7 separate regions of the Mus musculus genome follow, and all the other regions are linked to region 1. A link is a contact called in public HiChIP or PLAC-seq and promoter capture Hi-C data. All regions are on one chromosome and are shown on one strand. Each heading gives the region's core, a stretch centred on a gene start, on an enhancer-like site or on the middle of the called end of the contact. The rest is flanking DNA. Distances are from core to core; before and after follow the strand shown. Region 1 holds the start of Col5a1 (collagen, type V, alpha 1). Region 2 overlaps Gbgt1 (globoside alpha-1,3-N-acetylgalactosaminyltransferase 1). Region 3 holds the start of Ralgds (ral guanine nucleotide dissociation stimulator). Region 4 holds the start of Surf6 (surfeit gene 6). Region 5 holds the start of Gtf3c5 (general transcription factor IIIC, polypeptide 5). Region 6 holds the start of Mymk (myomaker, myoblast fusion factor). Region 7 holds the start of Sardh (sarcosine dehydrogenase).

The links. Promoter capture Hi-C pulls out the DNA fragments that hold promoters and counts their contacts. HiChIP or PLAC-seq counts read pairs in DNA pulled down with a chosen protein or histone mark. Capture Hi-C pulls out chosen DNA fragments and counts their contacts.
Region 2: a promoter capture Hi-C map of embryonic stem cells shows a contact between it and region 1. The contact joins the enhancer-like site here to the promoter of Col5a1 in region 1. A contact is called at or near these places in 8 of 39 promoter capture datasets (the HPC-7 cell line, the SN4741 cell line, embryonic stem cells and 4 more) and 5 of 115 datasets of contacts at active chromatin or transcription factors (SST interneurons, astrocytes, epiblast stem cells and 2 more).
Region 3: a contact with region 1 is called in an H3K4me3 HiChIP or PLAC-seq map of neural tube, with 4 times the contacts expected there. The contact joins the promoter of Ralgds here to the promoter of Col5a1 in region 1. A contact is called at or near these places in 2 of 39 promoter capture datasets (cranial neural crest and hippocampal neurons) and 2 of 115 datasets of contacts at active chromatin or transcription factors (neural tube and pancreatic cancer cells).
Region 4: a contact with region 1 is called in a promoter capture Hi-C map of cranial neural crest. The contact joins the promoter of Surf6 here to the promoter of Col5a1 in region 1.
Region 5: a promoter capture Hi-C map of hippocampal neurons shows a contact between it and region 1, with 4 times the contacts expected there. The contact joins the promoter of Gtf3c5 here to the promoter of Col5a1 in region 1. A contact is called at or near these places in 4 of 39 promoter capture datasets (embryonic stem cells, hippocampal neurons, liver and 1 more), 1 of 484 Hi-C or Micro-C datasets (uterus) and 3 of 115 datasets of contacts at active chromatin or transcription factors (astrocytes, embryonic forebrain and pancreatic cancer cells).
Region 6: a contact with region 1 is called in a promoter capture Hi-C map of the HPC-7 cell line. The contact joins the promoter of Mymk here to the promoter of Col5a1 in region 1. A contact is called at or near these places in 6 of 39 promoter capture datasets (the HPC-7 cell line, cranial neural crest, embryonic stem cells and 2 more) and 1 of 9 other capture datasets (macrophages).
Region 7: a contact with region 1 is called in a promoter capture Hi-C map of liver, with 5 times the contacts expected there. The contact joins the promoter of Sardh here to the promoter of Col5a1 in region 1. A contact is called at or near these places in 1 of 39 promoter capture datasets (the SN4741 cell line), 1 of 115 datasets of contacts at active chromatin or transcription factors (pancreatic cancer cells) and 1 of 9 other capture datasets (liver).

The regions. Positions count from the first base shown.
Region 1 is chr2:27,884,341-27,888,122 of GRCm38.p6, reverse strand. It overlaps Col5a1 (collagen, type V, alpha 1), which reads right to left and starts at 1,698. Exons shown (of 66, transcript NM_015734.2): 1 at 1,199-1,698. The coding sequence starts at 1,307.
Region 2 is chr2:28,504,397-28,508,089 of GRCm38.p6, reverse strand. Gbgt1 (globoside alpha-1,3-N-acetylgalactosaminyltransferase 1) reads right to left here. Exons shown (of 7, transcript NM_139197.2): 7 at 2,675-3,379. The coding sequence ends at 2,695. Among named protein-coding and RNA genes, the nearest start is that of Gbgt1, 9.4 kb to the right of the region's middle. Within about 2 kb of position 1,584, at least 12 of the 459 cell types and tissues checked have an H3K27ac peak or open chromatin away from gene starts, as enhancers often do. A contact at or near this core is called in embryonic stem cells, where this site is marked.
Region 3 is chr2:28,531,904-28,535,207 of GRCm38.p6, reverse strand. It overlaps Ralgds (ral guanine nucleotide dissociation stimulator), which reads right to left and starts at 1,744. Exons shown (of 18, transcript NM_001145835.1): 1 at 1,475-1,744. The coding sequence starts at 1,657.
Region 4 is chr2:26,901,339-26,904,991 of GRCm38.p6, reverse strand. It overlaps Surf6 (surfeit gene 6), which reads left to right and starts at 2,105. Exons shown (of 5, transcript NM_009298.4): 1 at 2,105-2,298. The coding sequence starts at 2,205.
Region 5 is chr2:28,581,595-28,584,890 of GRCm38.p6, reverse strand. Gtf3c5 (general transcription factor IIIC, polypeptide 5) reads left to right here and starts at 1,612. Exons shown (of 12, transcript NM_148928.3): 1 at 1,612-2,066. The coding sequence starts at 1,914.
Region 6 is chr2:27,070,647-27,074,253 of GRCm38.p6, reverse strand. Mymk (myomaker, myoblast fusion factor) reads left to right here and starts at 2,093. Exons shown (of 5, transcript NM_025376.3): 1 at 2,093-2,373. The coding sequence starts at 2,239.
Region 7 is chr2:27,245,419-27,249,102 of GRCm38.p6, reverse strand. Sardh (sarcosine dehydrogenase) reads left to right here and starts at 1,800. Exons shown (of 21, transcript NM_138665.2): 1 at 1,800-2,450.

The sequences.
Region 1 (3,782 bases), core at 449-2,948:
CTCCCATTTCCACTCTTGCTCATCCTGTGGCCACTGGACACTAATGGTGCCAGAAAGCAGGAGAAGAATATTGTAATTGGCCATGGGGGGTGGAAATGGATTCTCCTGCTAGTCCTAGTAACACCAGCTAAGCTAAGGAGAGCCCTGTCACTGCGCAAGGGCTGACCACTCCACCCGCTGTTCGGCTGCCTGAACTCTTTCTAACTGCCTTCGCCTCCCTGTATCAGCACATGCCTGGTGCCTTCCCACCCTGGGCTATGGTGTTTAAGGGCTCTGGGGAGGTTTATCCCACAACTAACTAACAAGAGTGATGCTGAAAATAATATGCCTGCCCAGACCTGAGCCTGAAAGCGCTGAAATACAGACAGGGACAATCCCAGTACCTCCCTGATTCTGCCCATTGGATCAGGGCTCCTTCAGAGAACCCAACCTGGCAGGAGTCTCACATCTGCAGATCATCTGAGAAGCTCCCAGCCCAGACTCCAAGGCCCTCTCCAGGCTTCCCGTTCATCCCATCTTTGGGCAGAAAGCCCAAGAAAACTACCTCTAAGGGGTTTGGAGGTTTGACGGCTAGGAGTAGGGCTGGCCTACCTCACAGGGCTCCCCAGTGCCCCTGAAGACTTGTCAGGGACTACAGGGAACTCTGTCCCCTGGGAATTGCAGAAACTTAGCTCAGACAAGCAAGAGGGTGTGTACAGAGGGAAGTCCATAGCTGGGGTTTCAAACTTCTGGGATCCCCCTCCACCCCTAGGCGTCCCTGAGGAACTGAATGGCCTTGACTCTAGGGGGCGGCCCTTTCCAGCTTTCAGAAGGAAAGTTTCTGCTTAAGGGCTGCGTGGGATGCAGCGGGTCGCCTGTGATGTGGGACAGAAAATGCGAGGTTTGGGGACAAAAGTGTGAGCACCTCTGCTGGGATCTAACACGAGGCAGATTCTTCCTTGACTCGACCAACAGCCCCACCCAGCAGGCCCGTTTGAGGAGGGGGCGGTACGCCGCGGGGATGGAGTTGGCCCGGCTCCCTCTCCTGGGCCCCCAACGAATGGTATTCGTTGTCTTGCCCGGTGCATTCCACAGGCCAAGGAGGAAAGTTCTGCAGGCTCGGAGGAGGCCGGCGGCGAAGGAGCCCGAGATGACAGCGGCGCGGAGGTTCTGCGCACCTCTTACAGTCCCCGAGGTCCGGTCCCCAGAGCACTCTTACCTGCGCGGCTCGAAGGCGGCGCCCACAGCAGCAGCAGGAACAGGAGTAGCGGCGAAGACAGCAGCAGGGCGCCTGGGCGCGCAGCTTTCCAGCGGGTGTGTACGTCCATGCCGGCGGGGTGCGCGGGCCGGGGAGCGGGAGACGCACACGATGCACGGGGACCAGAGACACGTCCCGGGTGGCGGACGCTAGGGGAGCACGACAACTTCAGGGAGTCATAGGAAGCTCGGCACCCGCCCGATCTCCCCCGCGGCGGTGGCTGTTCTGGAAGAGGCAGCGGGCGCGCTCGCCCACGGCGCAGGGATCGACTGTGGCCCGGGACGGCCGGGACCCCCTCGCTGGCTGCTCGCGCACTCCCTGTCCTCCTCCTTCTAGTCTCGTGGCCTCCTCACCGCTGCTGCCCCGCGACCCGCTCCCCGTGGGCGCTCCGCTGGAGTGAGGTCCTGCGCCAGCCGCGGGGACCAGGAGTGCGGACCTCGCCTTCGGCGCTGAGCACTTTTCCCCCCTTTCCCTCCCTCCCTCGCTGCTGGCAGACAACGCGGAGGCTGTGGATTCCCCCACCCCCCACCGCCCCCAACGCCCGCAGCAAATCAGAGCCCGGCGCCCCGCTCAGCAAGGCCGGTCCCCGCCTCCCACTGGGCGCCGAGGGCGAGGGGGTGGGGATAGCGGGCGAGTCGCGGCGAGGAAGGGGCTGGCCCGGGGCGGGAGCGGACGTGGGACGGGGCCGGCGCCCCCGTTCTTTCTCCCCGCTCTGGGCGGCGGCCTCCAAAACCTGATGGCCCACCCTGATCCTAGATTCTTCCCGCCTCAGGTACCCCGACCTGGCCAGACTCCAAGAACCAACGTTGAGGGACCCCCGAAGTTTGATCGCTGGAATTCAAAAGAGAGATTGCAGTACCACACAGAACTTTCTCTTTAAGGAGGAGTTCCGAGAGCTCCTCTTCTGGGCGGAGACTCAACTTGCAATTCAGCCAGAAGGGGCTCCCTAGACTATGACTGACAGGCCAATACAGCGCTGGGGACCTGCCTTCTACCTCTCCACAGACCAGACTGTCAAGGATGCCCAGAGGGGCCTTAAGTGAACAAGGAGTGACCAAGTTATTAATCAGGTGAAGGTCAGTCTCAGATCCCACCCCACCGCCTTACTGCTGTCCCTAGTGGCCCAACAACTCACAAGGAAAAGGAAGAGCCCCCTTCCAGAGCTGACAGCTGGAAAAGGAGAGGGGCTCCCAGCTCCCCATCTACAGCAGAGGGAGACAGGAGTTCTCCCAGACTTCTCCAGGCCTGGGAGGCCCTGCAAAAGCCTGACTCACTGCCCTGCCCTTCTCCAAGGGCTTCAGGGTTTGTTTAGAAAGAATCAGAGTGAATTAAGAAGGCTTTCAGACACAAAGCTATCGCTCCCTTTGAACACATTGCAGCCTGAAAGAATTTTGTAGTGATGGAGACCGGCCTGGGACATCTCTCTCCGGCTGCATCCTCAGGCTCCCTAGTTTCTCATTATTCTCCAAACAAGAGGAGAGTGGCAGTCAGGGTGCAGAGGCATTCATGGGATAGAGGCAGTCAGAGGGCAGAGGCAGTCAAGGGGCAAAGGCAGTCAGAGGGCAGAGGCAGTCAGGGGATAGAGGCAGTCAGGGGGCAAAGGCAGTCAGAGGAGTTGCTGGGATGGCCATGCTCTGGTTCTTGAATCTGAATGGGGGTGGCTAGTACTGACTTAATTCAAGCTTTGCTTAAGTGTGGAATGTACCTTATAGGGAACATCAGACAGTACACAGAATAGAGGAGGAAAGCTGGGGATGCAGCTCAGAGGCTGTGCACAAAGGTCCTAAATTCTATCCAGAGTACAGAGAGGGCAGAGGGAAACAAGCTTGAGTGGACATGCAGACAGACAGACAGACTCAGTCACAGTACAGTAAGAGTTAAAAGCCAGCTTGTACTTGTTATGGAATAATTATGTATGTGTGTAAGTTGTATAAATGATAAGATGTGTATGTGTGTGTGTATGAACACATGTGGGGGCATGTACATGCATATGTGTGTCTCTGTGTGTGTGCTGTGTATACTGTGTGCTTATGTGCCATTCCATTGGTGAGTTTCATGGGGATGAAAACCTCAGCCATCCGGAGGCTTTCACCAAGCTCACCTCCCCATCCCCAACCTGCATCAGGTCTACATATCAGGGGAGGTCTTTCTCCCATCCACAGACGGGGACGCTGCAAGTCAGGCGGGGTAAGGGGCTTACCCAGAGCACCAAATCAGCAATGCGCTGTGTCAGAGCCAAGATGAGTGCTGCAGCTGATCAGCAGGCACAGGGTTCTTCCCTCTTCGTGCTATAATACAGACTCAGAACATCTGCCTTCCAGCAGGTACACCCTAGGCATCCTGCTCAGGCTAAGCCAACCCATACCCAGCATCCTCCTGTGCCCAATTGGCATCTCATGATAATGGAGAGTATTGGTCATGGTCTGTTCACCAGCATGAGTCTTTGAGGAAGCAAGCTGCCTGTGGGCCCCATCTATACCAGCCTGCACTGTTGCACCAGGTCTCCATGATCATGGACATAGTCTTGTGCTTCTGCTGTGTTCTT
Region 2 (3,693 bases), core at 335-2,834, 620 kb before region 1:
AGGCTGGCCTCGAACTCAGAAACCTCAGAAATCTGCCTGCCTCTGCCTCTCAAGTGCTGGGATTAAAGGTGTGTGCCACCACCGTCGGGCTCCTCTGAAACTTCTTGAGCCGGGCCCTCACAGTTCAAATCATCCTCAGTACAACTGCCTTTCATGTTCTTACTAAGATAACCCATTAAGCCCCACTTAAAGCACTCCACATTCCTCCAAACAAAAATCACTGTCAAGCCTATCACACCAATACCCCAGTCTCTGGTACCAACTTCTTAGTTAGGGTTTCATTGCTGTGAAGGGACACATGACCAAGGCAACTTTTACAAAGGACATTTAATTGGGGCTGGCTTACAGTTTCAGAGATACAGACCATTATCATCATGGCAGGAAGCATGGCAGCAGGCAGGCAAACATGGCGCTGAAGAAGCCTAGAGTTCTACATCTTGATCCAAAGGCAGCAGAAGGGGATAAGCATTGGAAGCCTCAAAACCCACCTATACAGTGACACTCTTCCCCCAACAAGGCCACTCATACTCCAATAAGGCCACATGTCCTAATAGTGCCACTCTGTATGGTCAAGCATCCAAGCAGATGAATCTATGGGGGCCTAGCCTATTCAAACTACCACACCCATCCAGGTCGGCCTGTCAATAGGTGGTGGTATTTTTTTTTAAGTCTTGTTTAGGCAAGGATATTGTTGAGATATTTCTAGGTAATGCTCCACTGTCGAACATAAAAGACTACCTTGAAGCAGACAACCACCCATTTCCTGCCCAGGTCTTCTGCCTCTTCCAGTCTTTCCACACTCTCTTTTGTGATAGTTCCTGAGCCTTAGGTGTCAGGGTTGTGTTTTCGATTTATCAACGGGGTCTGGGCACCCCACGGTCAGTTCTCTACATTTTGACCAGCTGTGGCTTTCCACGATGCTGCAAAAAGAAGCTTCTTTGGCGAGGGGAGGGGTAAGAGCTACATTTATCTTTGGGTATGGCTAAGTGTTTAGAATTCTGTTAGAACTTTTGTTGGTTTTGAAATGACCTCACCAGCCACAAGTAGTGGGTTACCTTTTTGTTGTTGTTTTGGTTTTTGAGACAGGGGTTCTCTGTGTAGCCTTGAATGCTCTGGAACTCACTCCTTAGACCAGGCTTGGCCTCAAACTCAGAGATCCATCTGGCTCTGCCTCCCGAGTGTTGGGTTAAAGGCATGAGCCACAACTGTCTGTTGTGTTTTTTGGTTTTTGTTTTAAATATAGCAAAACATGGTGTGCTGGATAGTTTATGTCTACCTGACACAAGCTAAACTCATTAGAGAGGAGGGCACCTGTTTCTAGAAGAGGGTGCTCTGTGATTTTAAAGCTTCTGAGCCCATAAAACTTGTCTGTCCAGGAAGAGTGTTGCCCATTGCTCCACAAACCTCGTCTGATTTTTCTACACAGAGGCTGAGGACTCCTTGCTGGGATTGTCCGTGGCCACCTTCAGAGACAGAGGGCCAGGCTCCTGCTGGAGCCGCTCCCAGCCCAACCCTTGCCTCTGCTGGAAAGCAACATAAATACAAATTGAATACAAATGGGACCACCTCTTGTATGCCCTGGGGCTGAGGGAACAATGAGGCTGTTGATCATTGCTACCCTCTAGGTGTGGCACATCTGTCCACAGGACCCCGCCTTACCCAGGCTCCCAGAACTGGAATAAGCAATCTGTGGCAGCAGCTAGCTTTAGCTCTATCTCCTGGAATAACCATTAACCAAACTTCTTCCCACATTGATTGTTTGAAATCCAGCTTGCAGCCGGGTGTGGTGGCGCATGCCTTTAATCCCAGCACTCGGGAGGCAGAGTCAGGAGGATTTCTGAGTTCGAGGCCAGCCTGGTCTAAAGAGTGAGTTCCAGGACAGCCAGGGTTATACAAAGAAACCCTGTCTCGAAATACCAAAAAACCAAAAAAAAAAAAAAAAAAAAAAAAAAGAAAGAAAGAAAGAAAGAAAGAAAGAAAGAAAGAAATCCAGCCTGCTTGTATTCCCCAGAATTATCTAGACTGGCAAAAATAGTCCACTGTACAGGTAAAATCCTGGCCAGGATCTAGTATACACCATCTTTACTGAAAGCTACCTCAAACCATGTAACAAAGTAGACATCGAGTGCCTGAGAGTGTGGCTCACCATGGGATGCAGGTGACCAGAGGGAAGCTAAGCCTGGTCTGTTTCAGAGCTAGCTCAGGAATCCTGAGCATCCACAGCTGCCCATGGCTAGGGGAACAGCATTGCTGGGATGAGGGCATTAACGTGCAACTTCAAGGCAACAGGCAGGGCTGAAAGCAGCTCAGGGGCAGAGCATTTCCCTTCAGTGTGCAAGCCCTCAGGTTGGATCTCCACCATTGCAGATTAAAACAAAACTAAACATCAATATTTAACTAACAATCGAGGGCAACAGCCCACAGGCACTCTGAGCAAAGCTGGATTCCCCAGCCTGCCTCGAGAAGGCACATCCATCCTGTTGGGTAGGTGTGGGGAGGCCTGAAAGGCCGTCTATTTTGATTCCTCCCTCTTGTCCAACCAATCATGTGCTGGATTGCTATATGACTGTGGGTACACAACATCTCATAGTTTACACTGTCTCTACATCAATTTTCGTGGTTGAATTCTCCTGGTATACTAAGATATGCAAGGGGTAAGCTGGGCTTGGCATGGGGCGGGTCTTAGCCCGGATGTTAGGTCCTCAGCCAGTTGGCATTCTTTTTCACTGAGGAGAATCGAATCATCTTCAGGCTTCGGGGCCGAGGCTTCCTTTCATCCCAGAGGTACTCTGGGGACAGCACCTTAGATGGTTTGTGCCAGATGAAGTGGCGGTTCAGGTGGCTCTCCTCCTGCCAGGCTGCCATAATGCTGTTAGCTTTGTCTGCCAGAATGGCCATGTGGCAGGCCCGGGTAAACTCATACACTCTGGCCACTCGTCCCCCAAAGAGTGCCCCACCATAATAGAAGTCCCCCTCATTGTCTGCCACAAAGGCAGAGGAAACTTGCCTGCGTTCATAAGGGAATTTCCGGCGAGGTACAGCAAAATAGCCTGGGTGAATGGCAGCCACTAGATCCCCCAAGGTCTCGGGGCCCCATGGGTTACGGAAGACCATATCCACATCGACACAGAAGAGGTAATCCACTTCTTTGTGGGCTCTCTTGGCAATGTGTTTGTTGATGGTCTCCATTCGGCGCATGGAGATCTCCTCCCACCGGGAATAACCCTGGATAGGGATGATGCTGAGGAGCCGACCGGGGCCCAGGGGAACTCTGGGAACGGCTGTAGGATCATGGGTAAAGAGGTAATAGTGTACTTGGTACCCACGCATAAAGAACTCTTCAGCTGACTCCAGGAAGCGCTGAATGAAGCAGGTGTACCTGGGGATGATAGCTCTGTTAGCCACTGCTGTCCACAACTGCCCGGGTCCCCAGTATGCGCTGAAGTCTACACACTAGTTTTTCACCTCAGGAAGTCATTGAGGTCTTACCTTGGGGTCCTTATCTGTCAAACTCCCACAATCCTTGTCAAAGTTGGTCACCCTCATCTGAAAGCCCTGCTTCTGAGTTTTGGATTAAGATGTATAATTGTTAAAGTCTACACAAATTCTATACCACGAGACATTTCTGGTTCAAGTGTTTATAATTAGAGATACCAGGGATACTTAGAGTGTGACAACCATTTGAGATTGTCT
Region 3 (3,304 bases), core at 495-2,994, 650 kb before region 1:
TGGCTTGACTTAGAACTGAGAGAGTAGGCAGATGCCCAGATGTGTGAGGACATCTGGCAACCCCAGGCTGATGGAAACAAATGACAGAAGACGAAAGGCAAAGACAGAGAGTGCAGGGACCTTAATTGGATTGATTTCATTTCTGGACCTGGGTCTGCTACCAGGAAACCAGACTCAGGATGGGGATGGGAGGGAATTATTGGCAAAACAGACAGGGATTTCCCTGCCCCCTCCCCCAGGCGAATGCTAAATGGTCATTGTGTTCAGTTTCCGGCTGTGGCCTCCTCTCCTGCCAGGACCCTGGCTTTCCTGACCCAGCCAGAAGCTTCCCTCTGATTTCTAAACGGTGACCAGGCTGCATGACAACACAGAGGCCTGGAGAGAGGGCAGCAGAGGAGGCACAGATAGCAGCAACCCATGCAGGAACAGAACCTTTCAACAGCCCTGCCACAAAGGGTCCTTAGGGATGTAGCCAGACAGAGTCAGAGAGAAGCTTGACACCCCCCTCCAGGAGTGATCAGGCTAGGCCCTTCCAGCACACAAAGCCGGAGACTCTGCCAGACATAATGAAAGCCAGATGAGTGCAGGGCTGGTGGTGGGCCGCCCACCACCAAGCTCCCCGGAGTCCCTCCCCAGCCGCCTCCAGGATGAGACCACTGGGTGAATGAGCAGCCTGGCTTGGGACACCTGCCAAGCACAAGAGGCCTCCTAGGCCTGGGGGCCCCATGACCAGAAGTTCCCGAGTATGCTTTGTCTGAGCCTTCTCTAGGCAGAGCAGGATGCAGGGCTGCCTTGGGATTCCACTACCCCTGGGGCATGGTGGCAGGTGTACACTAAGGTGAAAGGAAGAGGGCACTGCTGGGTGTCCCTGCCCAGGACACTAGAAACAAGCTCCTACCCACATTCACTATTCCCACCACCCACACATAAGGGCATGGTCTCTGAATCTTCCAGCCCATCCCACTCCCTTCCTGCCACTGCCTCCTCTGAACAGCCTCGATGTTCCCGGGTCATTAGACCTATGTCTGACTCAGTGATGGGTATTCAAAGGCCCCTGAGGTCCCACTCACCTCTGGGGAGTTTAGGGCTGTGCCACCACAACCACTTGCTGGCCCACTATATTGTGGCCTCCTCGTGTCACGCGCCCCATTGACAAGGGTTTGAAATGAGGATAGGCCCTCGTGGTTGGAGCATTCACACACCACAGGCGTGTAAATAGTGACAGCATGGAGGGGCTTAAAGGTTTGACTGACTGCAGTAATTGGGGTTGTCACACCTGTGATGAGTGGGAGCAGGTACTGGGATGAATTGAGGGGGCACGGGAATTCAGCTCTGATTCCCCACCTACTGCTGAGGGTGTGCTGGAAGCTGTAATGCCCAACTGGCTGCCCCAGGGCTGATACAGCAGGGGGACTTCTGAGGAAGGAACCCCCCAGCCACACACAATGCTGCAAAGGACGTTGGGCTCACCCACCTCCAGGCGCGGCAGATCAGGGTCGAGCTGCGTGAAGCTGTGCAGCACCACTGGGCAGCTGTCGGGGACGCCCACCTCCAGGCGCACGGCGTCCCACACGCTGCGGCTGCGCCGGGAACCGGGAAACAACGGCTCGGTGCCCCCTATGGGCCCGGCCGCCTCAGCCCACATGCGCTGCACCATGGACGACTCACGGTGGCGCGGGTGGCCGGCGGGCCGCGAGACCCGGGGCAGCGCGGGGCGCAGGGCCGGCGCGGCTCCGCGCTGCCTGCGCTCTGCGCCAGAGGCCGGGCCTCGCTGATGTCAGCTGGGGGCGTGGGCTGCTGGGGGAGTGGTTTCAGAGGGGGCGTGGGCCTCCTCTAGTTGGCAGGCCTGGTGGACAGCGCTTGCATACACAGTCTATGTATTGTGTGGGCGGCCCGTGATGCTGTTTTGCTGAAATCAGATCCACTTCCCGGGAATTCCAGTTACAACACCCCCTAGCTCTGTAGCCTCAGTTTCTTCACCTGGAAAGTATGGGTAATGAAAATGACTTCCTCCAAGAGTGTGACTGGGAGGATGTCAATGAGGTCACTGACTATGTGCTCATATATTAGAGTATGGGGAAGGGTGACCCTGAGGATTGATTGGGCTCAGTGTCCACAGGGCGTTGGCATCCAGTCCAAGCTCCATTGGGAGAGGGATGCTTCCAGCCTCAGCTCCAGTCACCACAGTCATGCACAAACTAGACAAACCTACTATGCAAAAGCAATGCTGGTTACCACTAGGTGAGGTGGCGTACTTTTAAAGGCTTGTTTATTTTATTGTATGTGTACTGTTATTTGCCATGCATGTGTGTACATTGCAGACATGGTAGACGCTGATGCCTGAGGGGAACAAACTGTGAATGCTGGGCCATCTCTCCCGCCACAAGGCCTAAATTTTCTTTGAAATTTTTAATTGTCAGAAAGTATTTTTATGAACAGGCTCCAGTGAATATGATTTAAGAAAAAGATAGGCAGATTTGGCTAGGTGTGGAGATCCCCTAAGGCTGCTCAGAAGCCCGGGCTCTGCCCTATCTCCAGGAAGTCCAGGCGTGTGGGGGTATATCACAGGAAGGCAGTGGCTCCCACACATTCTGTAGGCTTTTCCCCAGCCCCATTCCTGGGCCAAGGACCCGGCAGCAGCTCAGCTTTGTTTCCTGACCCTGCTGCTCTCTCCTATTCTGGCTTTCTTTTTCTAAGGGCCACTTCTCTCTGATACTTAGTCCCCAGGCGTCAACCCTGCGGGCAGGCCGTCGGCAGGCAGGCTGCCTCCAGACACACTAATTGCAGGGATGGACGGTGGCAGAGGTGAGGTTCCATCATCTACTCTGCTTTTCTGGTTGCTGTCCACCTGTTTTATCAAGTTCCTTTCCTGTCTCGCTCTGCATTTCCCTCCTGGGAAGTCTGTTCATGGATATCACATGCACAGACACAGAAACACAGACACACATATGTGTAGGCAGATACACAGAGACATAAAGCCACACAGACAGACAGACAGACAGACAGACAAGCTCCTCACTCCCATAGGCCAACAGCTCAAGCCTTTTTACTCTGACCCCCTTTCACCAATATAAGTGTCCCCATGTTCCTGCCTGCTGCCCTAGACCCCACAGGGCTCACACCCTCAGCATCCCCAGCACCAGCTGTGACTTTTTAGACACTTCCCAGAAAGCAGAGCCCTCCCCAAGGCCTCCTAAGCATTCCCTCATGATTAGCCCCCAGCCTACAGGGAATATCCTTTATCAAGAGCAGGCCCATCAAAAGAGAGGGGATAAGGACAGCATATGTGGGATAGTGAAGAACG
Region 4 (3,653 bases), core at 856-3,355, 980 kb after region 1:
TCTGCTCTGGTCACTTCTCCTTCAGGGGCTCAATTTAGCCACTTGGACTCCAGTTCGGGGCTGCCCTGAGATGGGGCTGGGGTGGTAAACAACCCCTGATCACAGGTAGTATGGGCTGTGGGACAGGTGCAGGCCCAAAGATGTCTCTGTAGTAACAGGTGTCAAAATCAGGGCTGAACACTGTTATAATGGAAATAAAGAGTCCAGATGGGGGCTTCCAGTTTCCCTACCATGCCTCTGGGGTGGAAGAAGAGCCCTTAGAGGTGGGGAAGCAGCCACTGAGCCACCACCCCTTCACATCTCTCATGTGGCTGGAGGATCTTCAAGTAGACACTAGCATCATCCCACAGCCAAGAAAACTGTGACCTGAAACCTGGCCAACCAAACCCACAGTGTGGCCGAGTCACCTAAGCCACTGTGCTCAGGGCAGGGAATACTACATTGATGGGAAGAGGGAGTAAGGGGGAGATGGGAGAGTGAGGCCTAGGCTGGCACTTCATCACACATGTCCACCACATACAGGCATACATATACACACCATTCACACCTGCACACATGCGTGAGAGACTCAGAGATGCAAAGACAGTGTTGGCAATAGAGACACCAAAAGACGCCGAGGGATTCCAACAGCTCCAAGTCCTTAGAGTGGCTGGGTAACCTCTCCCAGGAGTTGTCCATCACAAAGCAGCGCATGTGAGGAGCACAGTAACACCAAGAGGCCTGACACCCATGGAGGGAACAGTGGGACGGCCCCTCCTTATATAGCTTTGGGTTCCTGGCATCTAGTAAATCCGTGACATAAAATAAATGGATGAAGAATCCGCTAGTACTGCAAGCTATATGACTGCAGCACCTGTACCTTTGATGCCACCTATTTTTGCCATCCTACTTAGAGCTATCATGCCTGCATCTTAGAAGGACTGGCCTTGGGCTTGGAAAGGCTGAGGTGTCTTGCTCAGAAGCGAAGATCTTAGAAACCGGGAGCTCAGACCCCATTGCCCCTCAGTACCAGGCTCACGGCTGACATACAGAAACCATGGTTCTCGGGCAGGTATGTGCATTCAGCCTGTCACTCCTGACTACCATCAGCATGCCTCATCCATGGTTGTAGTCCTGGGTCTATAAGGAACATAGGCTGGTCACCAGGTGACCCAGCACCTACAATAGCCAAAAAGAACATAGCACTGGAATGTGTAGCTAGGGGCAAGTCACTGCCCCAGTGAGGGAGTTTTCCAGCAGTGATGCCAAAGCAGTGTTAACTGTTGGAAGAGCTTGTAAGTGCCCTGGAGAAAGCTTAGCCACCTAGTGAAAGACAGTGTTTTATTGTTTAGTCAATTCTGTCGTTCACATTTAAAAGCGAAACTTCTCCTTTAAAGGGCACCATTGTCTTTCCTCTGCTTGCGTGGCCAGGGCCAGAGCTCCCTGGAGATACTGCTTGGGGATTTAGTGTTCTAGAAATTCAGAGTCACAAGTGATGTAAGTTGTGTGTCACCTTTTTTCATGAACTTCTGAGTTGCTGGGTCACACCCAAAAAACTACCGGGCAGGCTCTTCTTTGGGCTTGCCTTTCCCTTCATTTCCTCATAAGTAGCTTTAACGCCATCTGCAAGTAGTTTCTTATTCCTAAGGGCTCATCACCATTGAGATTCATTGCTACCGCATGTAATCTAAGATCCACGCCATACTCAGGTCTCTAGTTGTGGCCCACGTCTTTTTATACCTGATTGCGTTTTGCTCTGTGTGGCGGGAGTGGCAATAGGATGCTGGGCATCCCCTGCAGGCGGGGTTCTGACCTTCAGTCCAGCAGTAGGGAAAGAGCTATAGTAGCCCAGGTCTGCCCGGCCCTGAGGGCTTCAAGCTCGGTGGGAGCCCAGCCCTCTCAGGTTACAGGCTCCATTTTCAGAGAAACGCCTCCAGATTGAGGAGTAGCCGGCCCGTCAGGCATGGCTAATTGAGCTCCGAGAGGAAAGCAGCTGCTAGCGGATTTACACTGTGGCTTCCGGGGCTGGCTGGCTGGTTTGCTAACCTGGAGTTTAGATTACGGCTAATCCTTGGGGGTGGCTTCCGGTGCTCCAGGCTGCGTCTGCGCATAAGATACTTCCGGCGGGGTCACGCCGCTCTACTGGTGGTACCTGCGTGTACGGAGCTTCCGGCGGGGCTCCACCGCGGGAGCTTCCTATTCTGGTCCCAGCCTTGGTTGGCAGCATGGCTTCTCTCCTGGCCAAGGATACCTATCTTCAGGACTTGGCCAAGAAGATCTGCGCGCAGCCTGGCCCTGAACGACAGAGGAGCACATGGGGTAAGGCATCCGGCTCGAGCAGCTTTTGGGAGCAGACGCCGTCAGTAAGGAGCCCGCTGTCCTAGGTCGGGGCCGGACCCCCCGCAAGGGATATGAGTTCGAGCGGGTGGGTACTCGCGGGGACAGCAAAAGCTTGAGCTCTGGGCCCTGAAGGAGTGGGAGGCAGTTAGGAAATTACCAGACTCGAACGGAAAGAAAATCGGGCTTGCTACTACAAGTGTGAAGAGTTTTCTTACTGGCGTGTGTGTTTTTCAGCCCTTGTCTGTGAATGTGTTTCTTGTGTTGAAAGAACGCACACTCCATTCTTGGCTGTTTAGTTTAAAGCGCTAACATTTCCTTATCTTTGGAAGTGGAAGCAAGTCTTAAATCATAAAATGTTAATTGCGTCTGGGCCTGGTTGGTAGGGAGGCTGAGGAGAAAGACCTCGAGGTCAAGACCCGCCTGCCTGTCAGGACTACAGGATGTGATCACCTCTGCATGAGCAACTTCAGGAAACTCTCCGAAAGTAAAAGGAGCGGGTGGAGATATGGCTCAGTGGTTAAGAGCACTTGCTACTTTTGCATAGGACCCAGATTTGGTTCCCAGCAGCTACATGGCAGCTGACACCAGCCCCTAATTCCAGTTCTAGGGACTCATTAACACTCTTCTGGCTCTCAGTGGCACCAGGGATGGTCTTGATGCACAGACATACTTACAAACAGCACTCATAAAAGTAAACGAGTCTGGGAGGCACAGGTGGGAGGTGGTCTGCAAGCCTTTTAACACCAGCACTTGGCAAACAAGCAAGAAAGATTACTGTGAATTCCAGATGGCCAGGACTGCATACTGAGACCCCTTTTATTTGTTTGCTTGTTTGGAGACAGGGTTTCTCAGTGTAGCCTTGGCTATCCTGGAACTTGCTCTGTAGACCAGGCTGGCCTTGAATTCAGATTCACCTGTTTCTGCCTCCCAGGTGTGCCACCACCGCCTGGCTTAAGATCATGTGTTAAAAACAAACAAACAAACGGAGCTGGAGAGAGGGTGCAATAGTTCTGTGTATCTACAGCTCTTAGGAGAGGACCAGATTGTTCCCATCAGCCACCCTCATTTATGGTGCACATGATTAAAATGTAATAAATTTACCAAAAGAAAAAGGAGGTTTGGAAGTATGATTTAGTGTTGGAGTACTTGCCTAATGTGTGTGAGAGCTGTTGTGTGGTATCATGTAGGAAGACACATGAGTACCTGCTCAGCCAGGACACACATGCTGCACGTGAGCACAATGAAGCATTTGGTCTGGAGCCCATTTAGAATGATGGTGGCCTGTAAACATGGGTTTAGGTTTCCCCAAGTCCCATTTTCCAAGGGAAAATATT
Region 5 (3,296 bases), core at 363-2,862, 700 kb before region 1:
CAGAACGTCCTTGGTCCTAGAGCAGTGGCTGAAGGGGTGTTGGTCACCAAACTAGTGCGCCCCAGTTCTGAGCCTTGTAAAATTCACCTTGTGTGCCAGGGCCTGTTGGAAAACTGAATCTGAAGAGGCTGGATGCAGAAAGATGGGTAAATGCCATGGGCTTGATTTTTCCTCAACGTTATCTTTTCTAGGTGTAATGGTAGGTGGGAGGGAGCCTAGAGATGGGACTCAACACCTTGAACAGTAAGCACCTCTTCCATCACTGAACAGCGTCTCAGCCTCCAATTCCTTTGCTAGTTGTTCTTGCTACTCAATGTGAGTTCTAGAAGGACAGGCTTTCTGATTCATCATCCACTCCCCACAGACCCAGGCATGCAGGAGACTGCATTTCCTAAATGCTAAATGTGTGGACACTGCTTTCATTAGCTGCCTGATCCTTTTGGCTCTTCTCAGCTTCCAGTCTGAAGGGTCTGATTAGATAGGTAAGTTTTTGTTTGTGAGGGTCTGTGCGCCAGATCTGGCTTGGATCCCAGGCAGGACCAAGTCTCTTTCTCTCAGAAGCTTGGCCTGAGGACCTCAGGTTGGTCCTTGTCTTTGTCTCCCCTCCTGCCCTTCTCCGTGGTTCCTGTTCACATACGGACATGCCTCTCTAGAATGAGATTGATTCAGTGTTCTGTGGCCACGTGTCGATCTAGGCCTGGATTGAATGAGTCATGAAAGTGTCGCCTCATTCATTCACTGGCTCACAACATCTTTAGTGAATGTATACTCTGTGTCTACCCCCGTGTTCAGGTCTGAGAGGTCCGCAGCAAAGCAATACTTACCTTTAGGAAGCTGCCAACACAGTAAAGCAAGGCCAGCATTAAGCAAATAAGGCTGTGCTCCCCGATGTGTGCGTCTGAGTGCCGAGTGCACCAAGGAAATCAGCAGACTAGGTTTAGGTTATCATGGTGGATCCCCAGGGGAGATAAAGCCTATACATAAACCTAAGTGATGAAGAGAAGCTGACAGCTAGGTGGTGGGGGGAAAGAGGGGTGAGGGTCCCGCTGAGAACAGGAACAACGTGAGATCGCTTTCTAAGATCATGTTTATATCATAAGGAGAAGAGATGACAGCTGAATATTGAGAGTGTTGCTACATTGGATGAGGGGTTTACCGAGGCTCCATGTAGCTTAGAAGCAGCTTTGTAGGTTCAGGAACCGAACTTCTTCTCATTCAGAGGTAGAAGCACCGAGTTCAGCAGACTTACCTATCTAATCAGACCCTCACAGAACCAACAGGTGAGTAGCCTATGTTGCAAATTTTGCTAAGCATGCTGTGCGTACATCCTAATATGGGATGCGATGTGCATCTAATATTTTACTGTCATCTCTGCAAGATGACAACAAAGGCTTTGAAGCTTGTGTATTAAACTCACAGAGGTGTGATGATAAGAAGTTATCAATTTGTTAATTTACAGTTGCACTCAGCCCTAAATACATGCACACAGGAGCAAGGCTAAGAGGACTCAGTGGACTGCTTTTTCTTTGACAGCCGAAAACCAGCTCAGGGATGAGAGGCGGGCCAGAGGACGCCTGGGGCACGTCTTCAAGCTCTCATTGGACGGGATATCCGGAAAAACCCGGTCGAATCCTGGCTTGTCTTGGTTGGGTCGGCTGGTGGGATACGCCCTCGTCTCGCCCCTTTGTCCAACCCTCTTCATTTTAAATTAAAAAGCCCCCAGTTCTGTGTGGTGTAGCAAAATAAACAGTTGCGGCGACGCACTTCTTCCTGGAGGCCTTCGAGTCTCCATGATTTAAGGAGACGAGAAAGGTAAGGAGGACCGGAACAATTCCTTCGCGGAACCTTTGAGGTGAGGCCTCGCGGAGCCATTTGAGAACGGACCGCGGCGGGCTGGAACCAGACTAGTAGGCATGGCGGCGGCGGAGCCGGATGCGGACCCGAAGGCCGCCATCCCTGTGGACCTGCGGCGGGAACGGCGCTTGGTGTGCGTGGAGTACCCGGGCGTAGTACGTAACGAGGCCAAGATGCTACAGACCCTGGGCGGCGAGGAAAGCGTCTCTCGAGTAAGGAGCTGGGAAACTCCGGGACCGCGGGAAAGGAATCGTGTCTACTGAATGGGCGGGACCACCGGGCGGGAGAGCGGTTTCCGTGGCAACGGAGAGTTTAGGCAAGCTCTAGGACCTGTTGTGAACTAGGCGGTATTTTCTTTCTGTCCCCAAATGTGAGTAGCATGCTTGGCATCTATCCCAGGACAGTGAGCTGCTCTGACCTTATTGCTCTCGGCAGAAAACCGAGGCACGGGAGGAAAGAGAACTTTTCCACCACCTGTAGTTGAAACTAAAAGTGACACAATTCGCCGGCGTTGTATTATGTGGTTAGCACGTACAAAGTGCTCTCCCGCCCCCCCTTGGTTTTTTCGAGACAGGGTTTCTCTGTGTAGCCCAGGCTGACCTCGAACTCAGAAATCCGCCTGCCTCTGCTTCCCAAGTGCTGGGATTAAAGGCGTGTGCCACCACTGCCCGGCTTTTTTTTTTTTTTTTTCCTGAGACAGGGTTTCTCTTACAGCCCTGGCTGTACTGGAACTCTGTAGACCAGGCTGGCCTCGAACTAGAAATCCGCCTGCCTCTGCCTCCCGAGTGCTGGGATTAAAGGCGTGCGCCACCACGGGCCGGCATTTTTTAATTTTTATTTATTTATTTTTTAACATGCCACAGTCCTTTCAATCCCCAGGGCCGGAACTGACAACATCTGCATTTTACAAGTAAACAGGCCACATAACCACACAACAAGTAGTGGACCTAAAGTGATGCTCTGTGGAATCTTGGAATTGTTTCTTTAGAAATGATTTCCCTGAACATCTTAGCATAAGCAGATTCTGGCTCCTTCCGTTGATAATTCCACTCAGATTTCAGTTTGATACATGTATTACCTGTTCATGTATTACATTTATTACTTGGCCCTGGGGCTGTAAACCGAGCTAGGATCTCTCTTGTTTACCTCTGTACTAATATCTGTACAGATTCCCCATTTTATAAAAATTTATCAAGTATTTGGTTAAGTCCTAATGAAGCTGGGCAGTAGTGACCCACACCTTTAATCCCAGCATTACAGAGGCAGAGGCAGGTGGATCTTTGAGTTTAAGGCCAGCCTGGTCTACAGATCAAGTTCCAGGACAGCATGAGCTAACAAAGAAACTCTGTCTCAAAAGAACAAACAACAAAACGTCCTAATAATATCCTAGTGAACTAGATACTATTTTTCTTTCCTTTTTCCAGATAAGGGGGCAGGTAAGA
Region 6 (3,607 bases), core at 844-3,343, 810 kb after region 1:
CACACACATGCGCACACACAGCTGTGGAATGTTTTCCTGCTTCTGGGGTTTATGGCTCTGGGACATGTGCTTCTTGCTACCTCCCTGAGTACCTGACATCTAGTACTGTTCCTACGACCCTTTTGAAAATTGTGGGGAGCTGAGGTTGACTTAGGACTGTGGACCAGTGAGAGGAGAGGTGAGAGTCACGAAAGACCCCCACCTGAATTGTTCAGGGGCAACCACGAACCTCCCCAGCCCCCATCACCAGCATTCATATAGCAGAGACTGGTTTTCCCATTTGGAAAGGGACCTGGCCCCTAGAAAGCCAGACTAAAATCAGCCCCGCCTCCCTGGATTTTCATTCATTCTTTTAACAGCCATTCATTCCTCTGGTGTTTGTTGAAGACACACAAAAAACTAGGTTGGGCCTGAAGGAAGTATGGCAGGGAGACAGGCAGACAGAGCCACTGCTAGGGCACAAGCATCAACTCCAGCATCTCTATCATCATGGTAAGTACTAGGATAGAAAGGATGTAGGATCGGGTGGGGGGACAGGCCAGAGGAAGAGTGAAGAAGCCCCTTGCCTCACTCCTGTCGATCACCACAACCTTCACCTCTGACATACCGTAGTCCAGGCTGGGAATAAACCAGGCCTTAGCTGGAGCAGCAAGGAACAGGAAGTGTTGTCCTGAAGCCGAAGCTGGGGGAGCAGCTGCTTCTGGGAGCAGCATTCTCAAGGGCTGGGGTCATGTCTAGGTGTGGATATGGACAGCTTGGGAGAGTTAAGCTTCCTCCAGGGCCTGAGAGAATCCTGGGAAAGTCTTAGGCAGGAGAAACACAAGACCAGGTGTCTCAAGTTATATTTCATTATGAGCATGGGCCTCAGACAACTTGAGACAAGGTGCTTCCGGAAAGGGATGTGGGAGCTGGTAGTCGAATGGGGGGTGGGGAATGGAGCAGCCAGGCCTTCACAGAGCAGGGAAGCCCACAACCTCAGCTCCCCGCTAAGTATGTATTGGTCCTTGAACCTGCTATAGCTCAAGGTCTAGGTACTAGGGGGATGGAAGTAAGGGATAGCCTTCTAGCCCACCCAGCCACCAAAGGAACTGCAGTAGAACAGTAAGGATAGATCTCAGGGTCATTGTGCAGGTGAAAGAAAAGGAGCCAGGACCTGGAGTGTGCTCAGTGTGTGAGCCACTGATTAAGTCCAGGCCCTGGCAGAAATCAATAGTGGTGGCTGCCTCTGCTGGGGAGCAAGGGACAGCTTACCAAGAAGGGATTAAAGGACTGTCCCATCCCAGAGCACTGGGAGTGAACACTGAGGGTTGTACAGGTAAAGGCACCTGACGGAAGCCTTCAGACTATGGGTTTAAACCCTGTGTACAGTGACAGACAGCATTAGGAGCTGATCATAAGTAAACCCGAGAAAGAGTCGGCCTGGGAAACTCGGACCACACACCATTGTTCCTTGGCTGGGGGCTGAGGGGTGCCTGCCAGACAGTTCCCCTAAGACATTTTGCAACAGGAGAAGGTGATTTCCTGAAGTCAGCCCAAGGAGCTGTAAAAAGAGGGAATGAGAGCTTAAAAGTCCAGGCAGCAGCTTTGGAATGCTGAGGGGCCCTGGCCACTAACTTAGCAAGGTAAGACACAATGTAGCCGAGCAGAGAGCTGTTACAGGCCAGCAGCTGGTAAAGAAGGCTGTGGGCCAGGAAAAGGTGAAGCCTATCTGCAGGTCTTTGGAGTGACCAGAACTGACTAAACTAAGTTTCCTAGTCTCCAGCACCCCTCTGATGTGTGACCCAAATAGTAGGACCCTTGCCATGTTCATCCTGGGACAAGGACCCTGATAGAAAATGACCAGGAGGTAGGAGGTCACATTCATAGGAACTTGTCCCCAAGACTTCCAAAAAAGAAACATGGCTTCCTTGGGGGAATTCCTCAGGAAGAAAGGGAGAGGGGGATGGAGAAGGAGAGAGACAGAGAGAGAGAGAGAGAGAGAGAGAGAGAGAGAGAGAGAGAGAGAGAGAGAATATATTAGAGGCAAGTGCATACCACATGGTACATCAGCTGTTGGACCTTCTCCGTGTGTCACTGGACACATGCTGCCTCAGAGCACTTAAGCCCTCCTTGTGGGTGCTGCCACAGCTGCGGTCAGGGCTGCTGGAGAAGCAAAGAAGTGGGCTCTTTTTCTTCCTGCCCTGGAGACCAGGGGGGCCTTTACCACCTTCTCCCCAGTCAGTGCCTTCCTCCTGGTCCATGGGGACAGTTGTAGCCAAACTGCTCCTGCCTACCCTCAGCAGCCTGGCCTTCCTCCCGACAGTGAGCATCGCTACCAAGAGGCGTTTCTACATGGAGGCCATGGTCTACCTCTTCACCATGTTCTTTGTGGCGGTAAGTGTGGAAGGAGGAAATTAGGAGGAAGTCCTCACGGGAGGGTTACCACCATTGTCCTGTGCCAGGTGATGCAGAAACAGGATTTGGAAGAGAAAGAGTCTGGGTCTGGGGGAGCAGTGGGGGTGGTGACTGGGAAGAGAAGGTTCCTGGAATCTGTCTTCCTCTGTGGACCTCAGTTTCTCCATGTGCGCCAGACATTTGAGGGGGGTGATTGACACCTGAGACTGAGGCCAGGCCCATGAGAGCCCGGTGTCAGTTAAGGTCAAGCCTGGTGCTCCTCAGACTCTCTCTCCTTTCTACCAACGTTGTTCCATGAGTTGCTCAGCTGAGGAGGAACAAGGTGAGTGAGCAGGCCTAGGAATGGATCTACTAGGTTCAGGAAAGGTAGAGGGCCTGGGTGACTGCAGCTCCAGAATTTGGAACTACCCCCACTGAGAGGAGCCAGCCTCTCCCTGAGTCCTTCTTTCTCTTCCTGTTATGTGTCTAGCTGGCTGGCTGCCTCTTAGTTCCTTCTCCACTCTGTTCCCAGGCAACAGTACTGGGTGACTCCTCTGTCGTTCGTTCGGGGCATGTCTGGCACTGGCCCAGCTTTGCTGAAGCCTTGTGTCTGGGTTTCTGCTTCTCTTTATTCCCGCCATGGGTCTCTCTCCCTCTGCTTCTTTGACTGGTTCTGTGTCTAGTTTCTCCCAGTCTCTATCTCTTCCTTCTTCCTGCCTGTATCCAATTTTTTTGTTTGTTTGTTTGTTTGTTTTTTGGGGTTTTTTTTTTTTGTTTTTTTCTGATTTCTAGAGTTACACTCCCCCGAGGAGTTCACTCTCCTCTTCTCCCTGGTCTGCTCTCCCCTGGGTTCTTGACCAGAGCTCTGTGTCTTCCTGACTTTATCTTCCTGCCCATTCAACTTGCTTCTGTCTCTCTATCTCCTTTGTCTATCATCTATTCATTTATCATTTGTCTTGTTCTATGTGTCTATCCATCATCTGTCTGTCTGTCTATCTGTCTATCATTTCTCTATTATCTGCTAACCAACCATCTCTCTCCCTGTCCATTCATCTACCCATCTACTCTCTGTCTTAAAGGCCTCCTCTCACTTTGCCCTTTAGTCCTTCTGAGTACCTCTCATGATGGCCCTCTCAGCTATCCTCTAACCAGGAGTCACACTGTCTCTTTTACCACTCTGTAACCTTCGTTTCTCTCTCATCACACTATGCCTCACTAGTTTGTCTGGTGTGAG
Region 7 (3,684 bases), core at 551-3,050, 640 kb after region 1:
AATCCCAGGAAAAAGAGGCAAGCAGATCTCTGAGTTCAAGGCCAGCCTGGGACAGAGCAAGTTCTAAGAAAGAACGGTTTAAGTGTAGGCATGGTGGTGGCACACCTTTAATCCGAGCCAAATCTTCTGCTGGAGGCCTACATAAGGACATTGGGAGAAGAAAGACTCACTCTTCTTCGCCTGCTTGCAATTATTTGCTAGCACATCTGTTGGAACCTGCTTCTTCAGGATTCCAGCTTACACAGAAGACCAACAGAAACATCCAGCCTCCTGGAACTGAGCAACTACTAGATTCTTGGACTTCCCATTCGCAGCTGCCCATTGTTGGGTTAGTTGGACTGCAGACTGTAAGTCGTTACAATAAATCCCCTTAGACACTCCATAAGTTCTGTGACTCTAGTCTAACAAAGGGGGAATAAGGTGGAATGGGATTGTGGGAGTAGGGCGGGGTGGAGGATGGGATAGGGTAGGTTGGACCACAATTCTGCCTGGTGGCAGGAGAGATGAGGAGAGCAGCCTACATCCATGCCAGTGTCAGAAGGACCTTGCCCTTTAGACCCTGGATATGAGCTGTGCCCTTCAGCACTCATGGGCACAGCCTCCCTCTCCTTGACCTGCGCAGGATAACATGCTGGGGTCAACAACAACTCCTACAGTGCTGACCAGCCACCAGTCCCAGCCTGCAGCCACCACCCCTGTCCAAAGTCCTGGTGATTATGCAACTGTTAGAGTTTGCCTGGCCCAGCCATTGCCCCAGGGCTATATTAACTAGGTGTCTGTCCCTCACACACCACGGAGGCTGGGACACAGAAGAAGGCTTAGGCAAGGTTTTTACCTCCTTCTCTCTAGTCAGCTTGTCTGGTGAGCAGAGCCTGACCTCAGTTTTGTTTGGGTTTGTTGGGATAAGCTACACGTGGGCAGGTCAGGGGTCCCTTATCTCGGGATCCCACATTGTCCCGAAGAAGTCTCATGCTGGTGGGGCCAGCAACCAGCCTCAAGGCAGAGATTGAGACCTTTGGCAACAGTGGTTAACCAGAAAGTTTCTGCTCCCTTTCTGAAATGAGCAGCTCCGTGGGCAGCCATGAGGGGGCCCCTCCCTCCATCTTTGCTTTCTGGTTCATAAGCCCCTGGATGCCAGACCTGGGTTCCCAGGAGCTACTTTGTATGCAGTAGGTGCTCAGTAAATGTACGTTAGAGACAAGCTGACAGCAAGGCACATAGATGGACAGCTCTGTGCCAGTAAAAGTATCTAGTTGTGAATTCCAGCACCCCATCTCTAGTACCTCCTCTGATTCTTTGGATATCCAGAGGTTTTGAAACATACACCTGGAATGGGCACAGACTATGGGCAGCTGCCTGACTTCCTCCATAGCCTGTCTGATCCCAGGAGTGAGCAAGCTGGGGTTGGAAACATAGACTAGTGCCAAGATGATCTCACCAGGGGCCTCAAGTCTACCTACACAGCCAACTACAGATGGAGCTGGCTTCGGGGGTGGGGAACCAGGGTAGGCAAGGTTGGGAAGGCAGGATGCCCAGGGTCATCACAGCAGTATGGAGACCCCTGGATTAGAGATGAGGAAGGAAATACGAGAAAGAGGTCATCCACAGAGCTGGGCTCTGGTTTCACAGTCCTTCTCTGCTGGCCAGCCAGGAGAACTGCCCACTTGGCAGCTGTCCCAGCTGGGTTGTCCAGGAAGCTGGGGTGGTGGGAGGAACATTCCTGCCCCGGTTGTAGTCCGGACCAGCAGCAAGGGAGTGGGTGGCTTGTTCAGCTAGACCCAGATGCAGCCTGGGAAAGAAGGGAGGGGCAGTGTCCCCGACAGCCCCTTCATGGGCAGGGTTGGAGCTAGCTGCTTGCTAGCTGGGACCTCCCTCTTCTTCTGGTTGAAAGACCGTGGAGTAGATGGGACGGCCATGGATAACTGTGGGAGGGCAGGAGGGGGGGTCCCTTATGAGAGGGCTCTGCAGAGTGTCTTCCCCTCTTGGGCTCTTTCTCATACCCTTCTAGTGCTGCCTTAAAAAAGGGCCCTGTGTCTGAGGCCTCAGGTCTGTGACTGAGTTCTCATTCCCTGTGTCCTGTGCCCTGGCCCTTGGAAAGCTGAGGGAGAGAGCTGCAGAGGCCAGAGGGCAGGTTAATGAAGTACCTGTTCTGAAGGAGGAGGAGCAGGCTGGGGGCCTGGCTGCCCCACCCCCCACCCCTGCTCTGACTAGCTGGGCTGGCAAGGAAGGAGCACGTGGCAGCTCCTTGGGCCAGCAGCATTGGCACTGGGCATAGTTTGCAGAGGAAGGAGGCTCCTCTGGCATGTATGCAGTGCCTGGCATGGTGTCCTAAGGTAGAGGCACTGTTTGGACTTGCAGAGCCCCGATTGGATCCATATCATGCTGACTTTTCCTTGCTAGGAACCTCTCAGGAGCTTCTGGAAGACCAAGGAACCCATTGAAAGACTAAGGTATGTATAGATCCCTGCTGACAGGAATACCTTCCTGTCTCATTCATGGAAACCACAGAAGACTTGACAGCTGTCACTGTAGGGATGGGGATGGCTCAAGAGACTGTAAGGACAAGGACAGCTCCTGCCTGAAAATCCAACCCCTCCCCACTCCAGAGGTTGCTCAGAGTATAGACCCCTTGGAGTCGGGTACCGAGGTGGGTGGCTTGACTCTGACCCATTCTTAACCCTACTGTGCTCAGTGAGGGTTCACCGTGGTCACAAGTGGGACATGGTGACACCGAGGGTCCCAATCTGCAGGCTGGGAGGGAACAGGGGAGTATTTGGCTTTCAGATCACAGCGCAGTTTGTTCAGTGCGGCCAAACAGAGGCCCATGACAGACGCTTCCCTTACTTCAGTCTCGTCCCTAAAGTGGAGACAAAAGTCAGGGGAGCCAGCCCAGTCTGTGGGAGTGAGTTAATACACAGAGCTTGTCACCCACAGTGGATGATGAAAGCGACTTTCTCGGTTAACTAGACACTGAGTTCCCAAGTAACAGTCTTTAATACTAAAGAAGCCAGCCCCACTCAGCCAAAGCCTTTGCTTTGACTGCTGATCCCAGGAAAGAGCGTGAGAGATCCCTTGGAGGCATCTTTCTTTCTTCCCTGGTCTGGGAGGAATCCCAGACTCTAAGCACCATCAATCCTGGTAGATCTTTTTTCTTTCTCTCTCTCTCTTTCTTTCTTTCTTTCTTTCTTTCTTTCTTTCTTTCTTTCTTTCTCTCTCTCTCTCTCTCTCTCTCTTTCCTTCCTTCCTTCCTTCCTTCCTTCCTTCTTTCTTTCTTTCTTTCTTTCTTTCTTTCTTTCTTTCTTTCTTTCTCTCTCTCTTTCTTTCTTTGGTGTGCATGGGTCGGTGTGAGACAGGGTTTCTCTGTGTAGCCCTGGCTGTCCTGGAACTCACTCTGTAGACCAGGCTGGCCTCAAACTCAGATCTGCCTGCCTCTCCCTCCCAAGTGCTGGGATTAAAGGCGTGTGCCATCACCACCTGGTTTCCTGGTAAAGTCATGTTATTACATTTTGATGAATAGGGAGATGGGGCAGGGGTGGGCTTTCTGAAGGAAGGGCTCTTGATGACCCCTTAAGGGCAGCTGAAAGGACTCTGGAGGGGACAGAGAGAAGTGAGACCCCTTAAGCCAGTACCAAGTCCCATCTGAAATCCTGACTGGGGGTGGGTATCTATACACCACAGCCTCCA